2 separate regions of the Mus musculus genome follow, and region 1 is linked to region 2. Evidence: chromatin contacts called from public targeted proximity ligation data. All regions are on one chromosome and are shown on one strand. The core of a region is the stretch at or near the end of the contact, and the rest is flanking DNA. Distances in the headings are between cores, read along the strand shown. Region 1 holds the start of Keg1 (kidney expressed gene 1). Region 2 holds the start of A330040F15Rik (RIKEN cDNA A330040F15 gene).

Region 1 (5,929 bases), core at 2,763-5,262, 99 kb before region 2:
AACAAAACAATTATGGAAGGTAGAGGGAGAGAGGTGCCTGGGAGGGAGAGAGGAGAGGGAGTGAAAAAGGGGGGCAGAATTAGCTGTGGGGGGAAATGGAGGGAGGAGAAGTACAGAGGGTCAGGAAATTGAAAGGAGGTATAGAGCAGTTGGAGATGGCAAACTGTGGATAGCCTCTAGAAAGTCCCAGATGCCAGGAAAGCAAGAGGCTCCCAGGACCCAATGGAGATGACATTAGCTGCAATATTCAACAAAGGGGAGATAGAACTTGCAGAGAGCATAAACAGAGGTTAGGCATGGCCCCTGGTTGAGGGATGGGGCTACTTACTCATCTCAAAAATATTAACCCAGAATTGCTCCTGTCTAAAGGAAATGCAGGGACAAAGAGTGGAGCAGAGACTGAAGGAAAGGCCACCCAGAGACTACCCTATCTAGAGATTCATCACATCTGCAGACACCAAACACAGACACTATTGCTGATGCTAAGAAGTACTTGCTGACAGGAGACTGAAGTAGCTGAAGGAGTTTGCAACCCCACAGGAAGAACAACAATATCAACCAACCTCCTTCCACCCTCCCCAGAGCTCACAGGGAATAAACCACCAACCAAAGAGTACACATGGGGGTGCCCATGGCTCCAGCTGTGTCATTAGCAGAGGATAGCCTTATCTGGTATCAGTGGGAGGGGAGGCCCTTGGTCTTGTAAAGGCTCAATGCCCTAGTGTAGGGGAACGCTAGGGCAGTCAGGCAGGAGCAGGTAGATGGATGGGGGAGCACCCTCATAGAATCAGGGGGGAGGAGGATTGCATAGAAGGTTTGTGGAGGGGAAACCAGGAAGGTGGATAACATTTGAAATGTAAATAAGTAAAATAACCAATAAAAAAATAACATGGATATGCAAGTATCTCTGTGGTCTGTTGATGTGAATTCTTTTTCTTACCTAAGCAAGAATGATGTAACTACTCAATACAATAGTTTTATTTATTTATTTATTTATTTATTTATTTATTTATTTATTTATTATTTATTTTTTGAGGCACCTTCACCCTGACTGCTACAGTAATTTCACCAGTTTACATCTCCAACAGCAGTGCATAGGTTCCTGCTTTCCCCACAGCCTCTCCAACATTTGCTACCATTTATTTTCTTGATGATGGCCCATTCTGACTGGGTAAAATAGACTGTCAAAGCAGTTTTACTTTGCCTTTCCTTAGGTACTGACTACTTTTAAAAATATATATAGGCCATTTGTACTTCTCAGATCTGCCTATGTGGCTCATTAGCTCCCTACTGACTTGGATGATTTGAGTTTTGGGTGTTTAATTTTTGCAGTTCTTTATACTAGATATCAATCCCTGCCTGATGTGTAGGTGGGAAAGTTTTTTCTCATTAAGTAGATGGTGTCATCACTTAAGTGATGTTTTCTCTGCTGTGCTGGGGAGTTTATTATGAGATTCAAAACTCCCTTCTTAAACTGTTCTTGTGTACTTGTGACTCTGAGGTAAGGGGTGTACTACCACACTTTGCCTTGCAATCATTGTGAAATCTCTCTGTTCCATTTTCTTTGTGTTCCCTTAAGAGTCTAATTTTAAATCTTAAATTTTTAAAATTTATTATTTATTATATGTAAGTACACTGTAGCTGTCTTCAGACACTCCAGAAGAGGGAGTCAGATCTCATTACGGATTTCAGAAGAGCAGTCGGGTGCTCTTACCTGCTGAGCCATCTCACCAGCCCTAAATCTTAAATTTTTAAGTTCACAGATAGTTCTTTTATTTGATAAATTGTAGTTACTGAGTCTCAAGGAGAATGCATAATGCTATCCAAGTTCTTGAAGTTATGGCATAAATTTTTTAAAGCTATTTTCTTATCATTCCCCTGTTGTCTGTATTCTCTGTGTAGTATTCCCTACCTCCTTCCTGGTATTGTTAATATGTGCCTTTTCTTTCTATTTCTTGGTAAGTCTAGAGCAGAGATACACAGTTGAATTCCCTTACATTTTGTCTAAGACAATTATTTGGTTTTTAGAGTCAATCTTGCATACCACTGACCATATAGAAGATTCTGTGTCTCTAATAGATGACAATAGCAACATTTTTTTCTCTCAGTATGAGAAACAAAATGTTTCCTGATATTTACTCTAATGTCCTCAAGAATATCTTTTTTTTTTTCTTTTTTCGTTTTTCGAGACAAGGTTTCTCTGTATAGCCCTGGCTGTCCTGGAACTCACTTTGTAGACCAGGCTGGCTTCGAACTCAGAAATCTGCCTGCCTCTGCCTCCCGAGTGCTGGGATTAAAGGTGTGCGCCACCATGCCCGGCTAGGAGAATATCAAAATAGTGGGAATCTTATATTCCTATAGGCAGTCCGACTTTTTCTTTAGAAGCACTTTTTGAGATTCTGTCACAAAACTTGAAGTAAATTTTGATACAAAATCATATACACTGCTATAATGCCTGCAAATTGAATAACATAAGAGTGCTTGACAAATGTAAACACACACACACACACACACACACACACACACACACACACACACACACACTAAATGAGCAATGGCAATGGCAACAACTACAAAAGCACAATGTCCAGTTAATGGTGCAAATTGAAACCCAAAGAGACTGAATGAATGGGAAGTCTTAGCATTGTCATAGACAAAGTCCATTGTGGTTTTTAGGATCGTCACATTGAGTTTTCACATTATTGAAAATATATCCAGGGAAAACAATTCAGAGAAAGTGAATCTAAAAAACAGTTGTTATGGAAACATTATGATTGTGTCTAAACTATGATGACATTATCTAAGTATAAGCTCACAATCTGTTAGTGATCTAAGGAACTATTAACACAAAATGCATACGTACCATGATGCATATGTACAAGTAGAAAAGTACTAAATTAAAAGGATAAAACATATAAAATGAAGTAGTACACAGACTTTGACTGAAATTGATAACTATGATTTTATGCACATCTAATATGAAATATGCATAAGAATATGGAAGAATATAGAAAGATGAGTTAAAATGGAATCAATATTTTAGAATACTCCATCATGTGAGCAGTACAGATCAAATCTCTAAGTTACCTTTCTTAAAGATCATTTCAGTTAACAGTGAAACCACTTTATATCCGTCTTCATATTTCTCAGCATATTCTATCTCAGACATGTATGAAGCACTTTACTCCCCTGTTAAGTATTTATCTAATGAAAGAACTATCTGCTAGCAAGCTAAAGAATTTATCATCTGCCCAGCATCCCTGTACCACAGGTGCTGAATAAATAAATGTTAGCTAGAATAGCAAGTTTCTTTGCAAATATTGCTAACCAAATGTACTAGCCAGCTTTCACATTCTCTCCATAGCACTTATCTGTTTGAAATGGAAACTTGCCATAGTTCTTTCAAAAATTTTGACATCAACAAACACACAAGACTGGAGGGAGAAAAGCCCACAAGGCCTCAAAATTGCACAGAGAATTACAGGCAATGGAGGACAGCTAGGAAGGAGAGAGTTTGGCTTTCTCTGAGAGGAAACACTGAGGTTGTTCAGTGTCAAAAGAGTCAGGCCTAAAAACATAAATATAGGTAGCATTTTACAGATGGAACAGGTTATATTTAGAAATATGTCTGTATATAAATAGATACAGACAATATCAATTAGTTTAAGAAGAGGCTATGAATTTGAAAAAGCATAGAGGAGTATAGGGCAGCTTTAGAGGGAAGAAAGTGAGAAATCTTGTAAACAAACTATAATCTCAAAATGAAAAAAAAAAGATTTTTCCATGGTGCACATTAGTAGGTATATATACTTCTTGAGTTGATTAAACTCCCCCTGTGCATTGTATAGTCACCCGCAAAAAGCTCATTGCTTCTTATCTAAGACCAACAATGTTTGACTTTTCCCACCTAGTATGAGGGAAAGAACAGGGAATCAGCGTTCTTCTGTGGTAAGCCCTTACCTATAACTCCGTATCCACACAGAGAGCTTCCTCAGAACAAAGAACAAGCAGTGCCTCTTCCTTAAAATGCCAGTATTTGTAGTGATTTTGGTAAATGTTTTACAGAAATCTTTAGACTTAGGATGTACTGTGGACCTTGCTTTTTTTTTTTTCCTAGAAAATGGGAAAACAGAATGCTGGCTACTTTGAGAGTCAGTAGTATCCCCACAAATGTGTTTCACAGAAAAATGACAATGCAAATTTGAGACACAGATTGTGTGTGCCCTCTCAGTTTTGCTTGCATTATTTTTTTTTTCGGCTCATAGGAAATCAACAGACTATGTCTAGAAAGGATATGTAATTGTCTACAAAATATAAATTTTCTCACCGCTCCCCCCACTTTCTAACTGCCTGCTGCACTAGCAAGATGGAAGACTTGGATGAAATTAGCTCTGTAAAAATTAGAGTTCCTTATCTATACACATACAGAGCAGGCAACCTCATATATACAGCAGCTAAAAGTTTCCTCCGAACTTGTGTCCCATGCCTGTGTGTGCTTCAATCATCTCATAGTGATGCTGAACAAGCAGTCAGCAGTAACACTCTTTTGACAGACATTTTATTTTATGTGTATGCATGTTATATAAAAACACATGAGCACCTTGTGTATTTTGGTGAGCCACGTGAGGGGCTGGCACCTGAGGAAGCCACAAGAGGTGTTGGATCTCTCTAATTGAAGTTACGGATGGTTATGAAATGCTGTGTGAATGCTGCGAACTGAATTTGGGTCTTCTGGAAGAGCAGACAGTACTCCTAACCACTGACACATCCTTGTAGCCCCAGTAACACTCTTGATAGCAAAGGGGATTTTAGCACAGACAGACTGAAGATCCCCCTGTTGGTTGTATAAACTATGAGATAGGAAGACATAATTTCATTGCAGGGCCCACTATCTGGGGACCCCTGTGACAAAACCTCCCCCTAATGAATAAAGATTTCAGGGGACCGTCAATCACTGAGTGAGGAGTAGGCAGGACTTACGGGTTGGGGAGAGGAAGAGGGAGGCAGGAAAAAGAAGACTTCCTTTTGGACAGGAGAGATGATGGAGGACACAACGTAGGTAGCAGAAGCCCCGGTTTAGGTGGCAGATCTGCTGGGAATAGCTTAGAATAGCTTCTAAACTAGGATGCTAGTTGCTGTGCCCCACAATTGTGTTACCCAGCTTTTGAAACCTCAAAGCCCACCCCGAGAGACACATTTCCTCCAAATGGCTACACCTCCTACTAGTGCCACTTCCTATGGGCCAATGAGGGCCATTTTTACTAAGCCACCACAGAAACCAGATAAATATTAATATGTTAGCTTCAGTCAACTTTGTAACTGTAGAAAACGTATAGTTCGTTCGTTTGTTTGTTTGTGTTACGTTAGTTTGTCTTTTCATTTACTTGTATATTATGGTTTCAATTTTGGTGTTCTTATAGGTTTTATTTTGTGCGTGTGTGTATCTGCATGCATGTGTTTGCATGTGTGTGCGTGAGTTCATGTGGTGAGTACATGTGTGTGTTTGTGTGCGTGTGTTTTTCTTTTGTTATTATTCTGGAATATTTATTTATTTTGTTAGAGAGAGAGAGAAGAGAAGGAGAGAGGGAGGGAAGGAGGGAGGGAGAGAGAGAGAGAGAGAGGGAGATTTGAGTGGGTGGGTATGTAGAGAGGTATAGAGGTAGAGAAATGGATAGATCAGGAGTTGAGGAGGTAGTGATCTGGGAGGAACTGGGGGAGGGAAAATCATAATCAGAATATACTGTATGAAAAACTATTTTTAATTATATATACTAAAAATCATTTTGCGGGGCTGGAGAGATGCTTCAGTGATTAAGAGTACTGACTTCTCTTCCAGATGTCCAGAATTTAATTCCCAGCAACCACATGGTGACTCACAACCATCTGTAATGGGATCCCTCTTCTGGTGTGTCTGAAGAGAGAACCAGTG
Region 2 (5,318 bases), core at 1,956-4,455:
AGTTAGTGGTTGTGTGAGTATACACATGTGATGGAGTATTATTAACCATAAAGGCATAAAAGTTTCATATTTGGTATAATATGGGTGAATCCTAACTACATTGTATTAAATGAAATAAGCTAGACACAGGAGAGAAATATCAGATGATCCCACATAGGAGATCAGTGTAGAAGAAGCAAATTCAGACAGGGACGGTAGAATAGGGGTTACCAAGAGCTCAGTAGGTAAAGAGGTCACATTAGGGAATGATGATATAGTTGAGGTATAGATAATGTGTATAATTGCAAAATCCTGTGAATATATTTAACACACTATATTGTACACTTAATTAAAACGATGTTATGCAGACTTTACAACAATGTATTTACATATCTGTATGGATATATATGAATGTATGTATATGTATGCACATATACATATATTTTGGCATATATGTCAACAGAAAACAAAACACAATATGTCCCATTTCTCAAGTATCAGTGTATATATTCCTTCCTGTCTGTGAATCTCTATCAGTTAGACTCATATAAATGCACTTTCTTTTTCTCAGAGTTGTTGAAGGTAATCATTGTTACTTAAATGTAAATAGGTGTGTGTGTGTGTGTGTGTGTCCGTCCATGTTTCTCTGCATAGTGGGGAGTGCTCATTCTGTTGTGTATACATATAGAAGCCAGAAGTTAGGTGTCTTCCTCAATGACTCTCCACCTTATTTTTTGAACCTGGACCTTTTCAATTTGGTCAGACTGCCTGGGCAACACACCCAGGGGCTCCTCCCCTCTTGTCTCCCTCTTCTCAGCGCTAGCATAGTGCTTAGCTGTGCCCCACATTTAACTGAGTGCTGGAGATCAGAGTTAAGTCCTCCTAAGTACATGGCAGGCACTCTACTGGCAACTATCTCTCAAGTGTTAACTCTTAACTAAACAACTTTAGTCAATGTTTTGCTGTTCGGTGATTTTGAAACTGCTCATTTTTGCTAGTGTCAGGTAGGATCCAGAAATCAAAGGGAACTCGGCAACTCCCATACTTCACTTACCTTGTGATTTTTAGCAGAGCCAAGTTTGGATAGCTTTCCAGTTTTTCTTTTACACAGCATTATGGACACTACAAAAATCTCACTGAAGCACAAAAACCTTGACGTCAGTTCTCTGGGTTCCAAATTTGATGTTAATACCCCTTAAGAGAATCCATTGAATAATCGCATCTAGCAAGAAGTCTGGGTATTGGGGTAACTGAAAACTTTGCAACTATGTTCCAAAGGGAGTGTGGAGATGAGATGGAAGAGAAGAAGAGGAGGAAGGGAAAGGAAAATTATTTTTAGAGTTAGCTTTAGTGTTTACATAATGATCAGAATTATGACACAGAAATTTGTGATTTATTTAACTATTTTTCTGTTTTGGAAATTTAGGACACCCCAAAATCTTACTGTTATTTTAAAAGAACAACATAAGAGGCATCTTTGTACATACTTCTCAGTCTTCATAGTTTTATTTTGTAAATAGTTTATTTTTCATTAATAATTAACACACAGAATTAGGTTTTATTGTGCCAGTTTCAGACAAAATTTATTTTGTTGAATCACCTCACCTTTCTCACCCCCCATACCCTCACCCCCTCCCCACTGTACCTTACACACATCCTCCATCTCCACATTCACCTCCCTGTGCCCTTCCTCTACTTCTGCAACACTTTCTTTCCCTCTTTGTGCACTCTTTTCTGATTCCAGAGCCTACAGTCAAGGAATTCACCCCAACTTACATACGACAGACAGACAGACAGACAGACAGACAGACAGACTTTATAGGCTAGGCTCCACATGTGAGAGATGTGCTGTCTGTCTAAATCTGGAGGGTTTTTTTTTCTAATTCCCATATTCATTCATTTTTCTGTAAGTTATGTGATTTCATTTTTCTTTACAGCTGAATAAATACCATTTATATATGTGCCACGTTTTCCTTATCCATTCATCTGTTGGCTCCATTTGGGCTGGTTCCATTTCTTTGCTATTTTGAATAGAAAACCAATAAATGTGGATGTGCAGGTATCTCTGTGGTAGAATACACACACACACACACACACACACTCACACACACACACATACACACACTCACACACTCAGAAGTATATCTGGATCATAGGGAAGTTCTGTTTTTTTAATTTTTAGAAATGTATACTAATTTATATAATGGCTGTACTAGGTTACATTACCTCAACAGCACTGCTGTCTCTTTTCTTTATCTTAGTAATTGTCACTAGGGGAAGATGGAATCCAAAACGTAGCTTCAATTTTCACTCAGCTGGTAACTAAGAATGCTGAACGCCTTTTTAATCTCTGGTGTCCATATGTGGTCCTACTTTTGCGAACGGTATCTTCCATTCATTGGCTGATTTATTGACTAGCTATTTTGAAGTTTAATTACTGCAGTTCTTTATATATTCTAGACGCCCAGCCCCTGTCTGAGGCATAGCTGGCAAAGACATTCTCCACTCTGCAGGCTGTTGGAGAATGTTGCAGAATGTTCACTCTGTCCTGTCCTCTGTGGACAAAGGGAGGAGCCTCTCTGCCAGGCATTCCGGAGCCCAGTCCTCCGGTTCTTCTCTCCACCACATCCAGATGCTCCAGCTCTGGAATCCCTGGCTCCAATCTCTCTTCCCAGTAATTTTCCAGCACTTTTCACACACTAGACTGTAACTAGACACTGAGGAACCCTACGGCTTCCCAAATCTTACATCCAGGAGTTGTCAGTGGGAAGGGGGGGTCCATAGAAGAGGGCCAGATTCAGCCAGGTTGAAGGGAGGGGGAGGTGTACGGCAGCCCCAAAGGTGCTTGAGGCAAAGCAAAGTCAGCTGAGGTGTGAGCAGTAAAAGGGCTCCAGCAGTATCTTGCTGAAGACCCCGCATTCCTTGGGAACTGCAAAGTCCTAGAATTCCTGCACTAAGGGCCAGTAGGGGCTGGGGGTGGCGATGGGGGCATAAAGGGGTCTCCTGCAGCTAGGCCGAAGCTGGGTTTGTATAATCAAGACAATTTAAACTACTTGCCAGGACAAATACTTGAAGGTGGTCTTGGAATCCTGTGAGGATCTAAGGAAGGGAAACACCTGCCCTCAACACCTATCACGTGAGGACATCAGTAAGCAAAGCTAGTCACTGGGTGAGTCAGTGGACAGACCAGGGATTTGGATGGCTCACCCGTGTCTTGGCGGAACTGGTTCATGGACTGCAGGTCGATGATGTAGGGGGCAATCTGTCTCTCCACCTAGCCCAACACCACGCTGGCCCCGCGCGTGGACCAGCGCAGCACCGCCTTGAAGTGGTGTTTCACAGCAGGGCTGTAGGGACACCAGCCGCCATGATCGGTCAGCCATTCCTACACCACTAGGGTCCAAGGCTGAGGTCTGGAGCATGAAGTGCCCTGAGATGCTCCCTTCCCCGTCCTTGCACACCCGGCCTCGGGCGCCACCGCCTCCCGGGAAGCCTCAGCTGTGGTTCATGGGGGAGTCTGCAGTCGCTTAGGCACCGGGACGCGGACCCGTAGCTGCCCGCCTCCAACTGTGCTCCACCGCCCCTGTCGCTGCCGCTGCTCCGAGGGGTCCAGCGGCTTCATGCAAAAAACCTGACCCTGCACATTCGCCGCCCGCCTTGCAAAGCCACCCAGGGCGCACGGCCCAAGCGCGACGCAGCACCCGCCTCGCACCAGTTGAGCCTCGCTGGAGTTGCATGGTCACGCCCTCCGTCCTCTCTCCGCTGGGAGCCAGGCAACGGCGGTGGCACAGCTCCCTCCCTGGGGCTCCGCTCAGAGGCTTCCAGGTGTCTCCCCTCCCCGGAAGAACGCCAAGGTGAGCTCACGCCCGCGGATACTTCCCGGGTCCCCGGGTGTCCAAAAGCTCGCTTGCCATCCCGGTCCCAGGGGCCAACGCGGGGACTGAGGTTTGCAGCCACTAACTTCCTGTCTGTTTTCAGCTCAGCGCTGGCTGTATCCGCGGCCAGAGCTCCTACACTTGAGTCTCACCAGGGCTTTTGCTCGCACTGACATACACACACTGACGAACACACGCACGCTCAGCCCCACGCCTTCTTCTTCTGGCCTGCTATTACCTCATCCAGGCCTGAATCCTGGAGGTGTGTCAGATATGCAGAAGCCACGCCCTCTGTCAGTTTGCACCAGCATCTTAGAGCTTTCATGCTCTCTGCTGGTCAAACGTCACAGTTGTGACCACTGAAAGTCAGTGCCAAGGGATGCATGCGTTTATGGTATAAACTTTATGCTGTCTATGTAGAAATCAGAGCAGGCTGAAATATTGTACTGCCTTTTGAAAGTCAATATGAAACAAAGAAATAGACTCTTATACTCTGTACCCATTGGATGTTGTATATGTACATACATAAAATGGGTTTAATTAGAACTACCCCCAGACACTAATGACTATCAAATAAAAAGCCTAGTGCCAGGTGTGGGGCCAGGTGTGGGTTACCTTTTAAAGCTGCCCCACACAACCCCTCAAAGCATTACAGGCTATTCCACGGCTCTTGGTTACTGTCCAGAACTTGATAAGGGGTTAATACAGACGTCCCATTTAGGGCTGAGAACTCTGTATTATTCTCAACACTTTGAACAAGTAAGTATGAGTCTCTGTGTTGAATAATACCCATATTTTAAAGAAAGCTTCTGCCTAGGCCTATGGACATAAACATAAATATTGAGAAGGAATTTTGACACAAGACTGTTTAGGAATTAGCAGTGGCATCTTCTACTCTAGGATCTAGGAGCTCCCCAGCCATTGATTTGGAGCCAGTCTTCTAGTGTGGTTGTGCCGTTTCTCCCTTTGACCAAGCAATGTACTCAACATCTAGTCTCCTCATATCCATCACCATCACCATCGTCGTCGTCGTTGTCGTCCTCATCAGCATCATTGTGAGGAGGCACAAACTATAGTGTGTATGTGGAGAGGGAAGGACAACTTTGTAGAGTCAGTTCTTTTTTATCATTATGTGGGTCCTGGGCATTGAACTTGGGTTATTTGGTGTGTGGTAAGCTCTTTTAGCCACTGGGCCATTTTGTGAATCCTATTATCAGTATACTTTTTTTAGCGTTTCTATTAGGGGTGTCATGATATTTCTTGAGCTTTTAATGTGTGTGAACATGCCGTGTGTTAATAATAGTGATGCTTATTTAGTGTTTCCCTATGTGACTTCTTGATTTCTGCATCTTCTTTGTGAAATGTTTGTTCATGTGTTTGGCTACTTTTAAAATGAAGTGAGAACATTAAAAATATCCTCAATGAAAACTTTTGGATACTTGACTTGAAAATATCTTCTATCAA

What was found.
Region 1: a contact with region 2 is called in a targeted proximity ligation map of kidney, with 3 times the contacts expected there. A contact is called at or near these places in 5 of 39 promoter capture datasets (liver, macrophages, stem cell-derived epiblast-like cells and 1 more), 8 of 484 Hi-C or Micro-C datasets (the Patski cell line, cortical neurons, liver and 1 more), 3 of 130 datasets of targeted methods (kidney, large pre-B cells and liver) and 1 of 9 other capture datasets (pancreatic islet).

Annotation. Positions count from the first base shown.
Region 1 is chr19:12,693,873-12,699,801 of GRCm38.p6, reverse strand. Keg1 (kidney expressed gene 1) reads right to left here and starts at 4,012. Exons shown (of 6, transcript NM_029550.4): 1 at 3,961-4,012.
Region 2 is chr19:12,594,453-12,599,770 of GRCm38.p6, reverse strand. It overlaps A330040F15Rik (RIKEN cDNA A330040F15 gene), which reads left to right and starts at 3,205. Exons shown (of 2, transcript NR_015503.1): 1 at 3,205-3,833.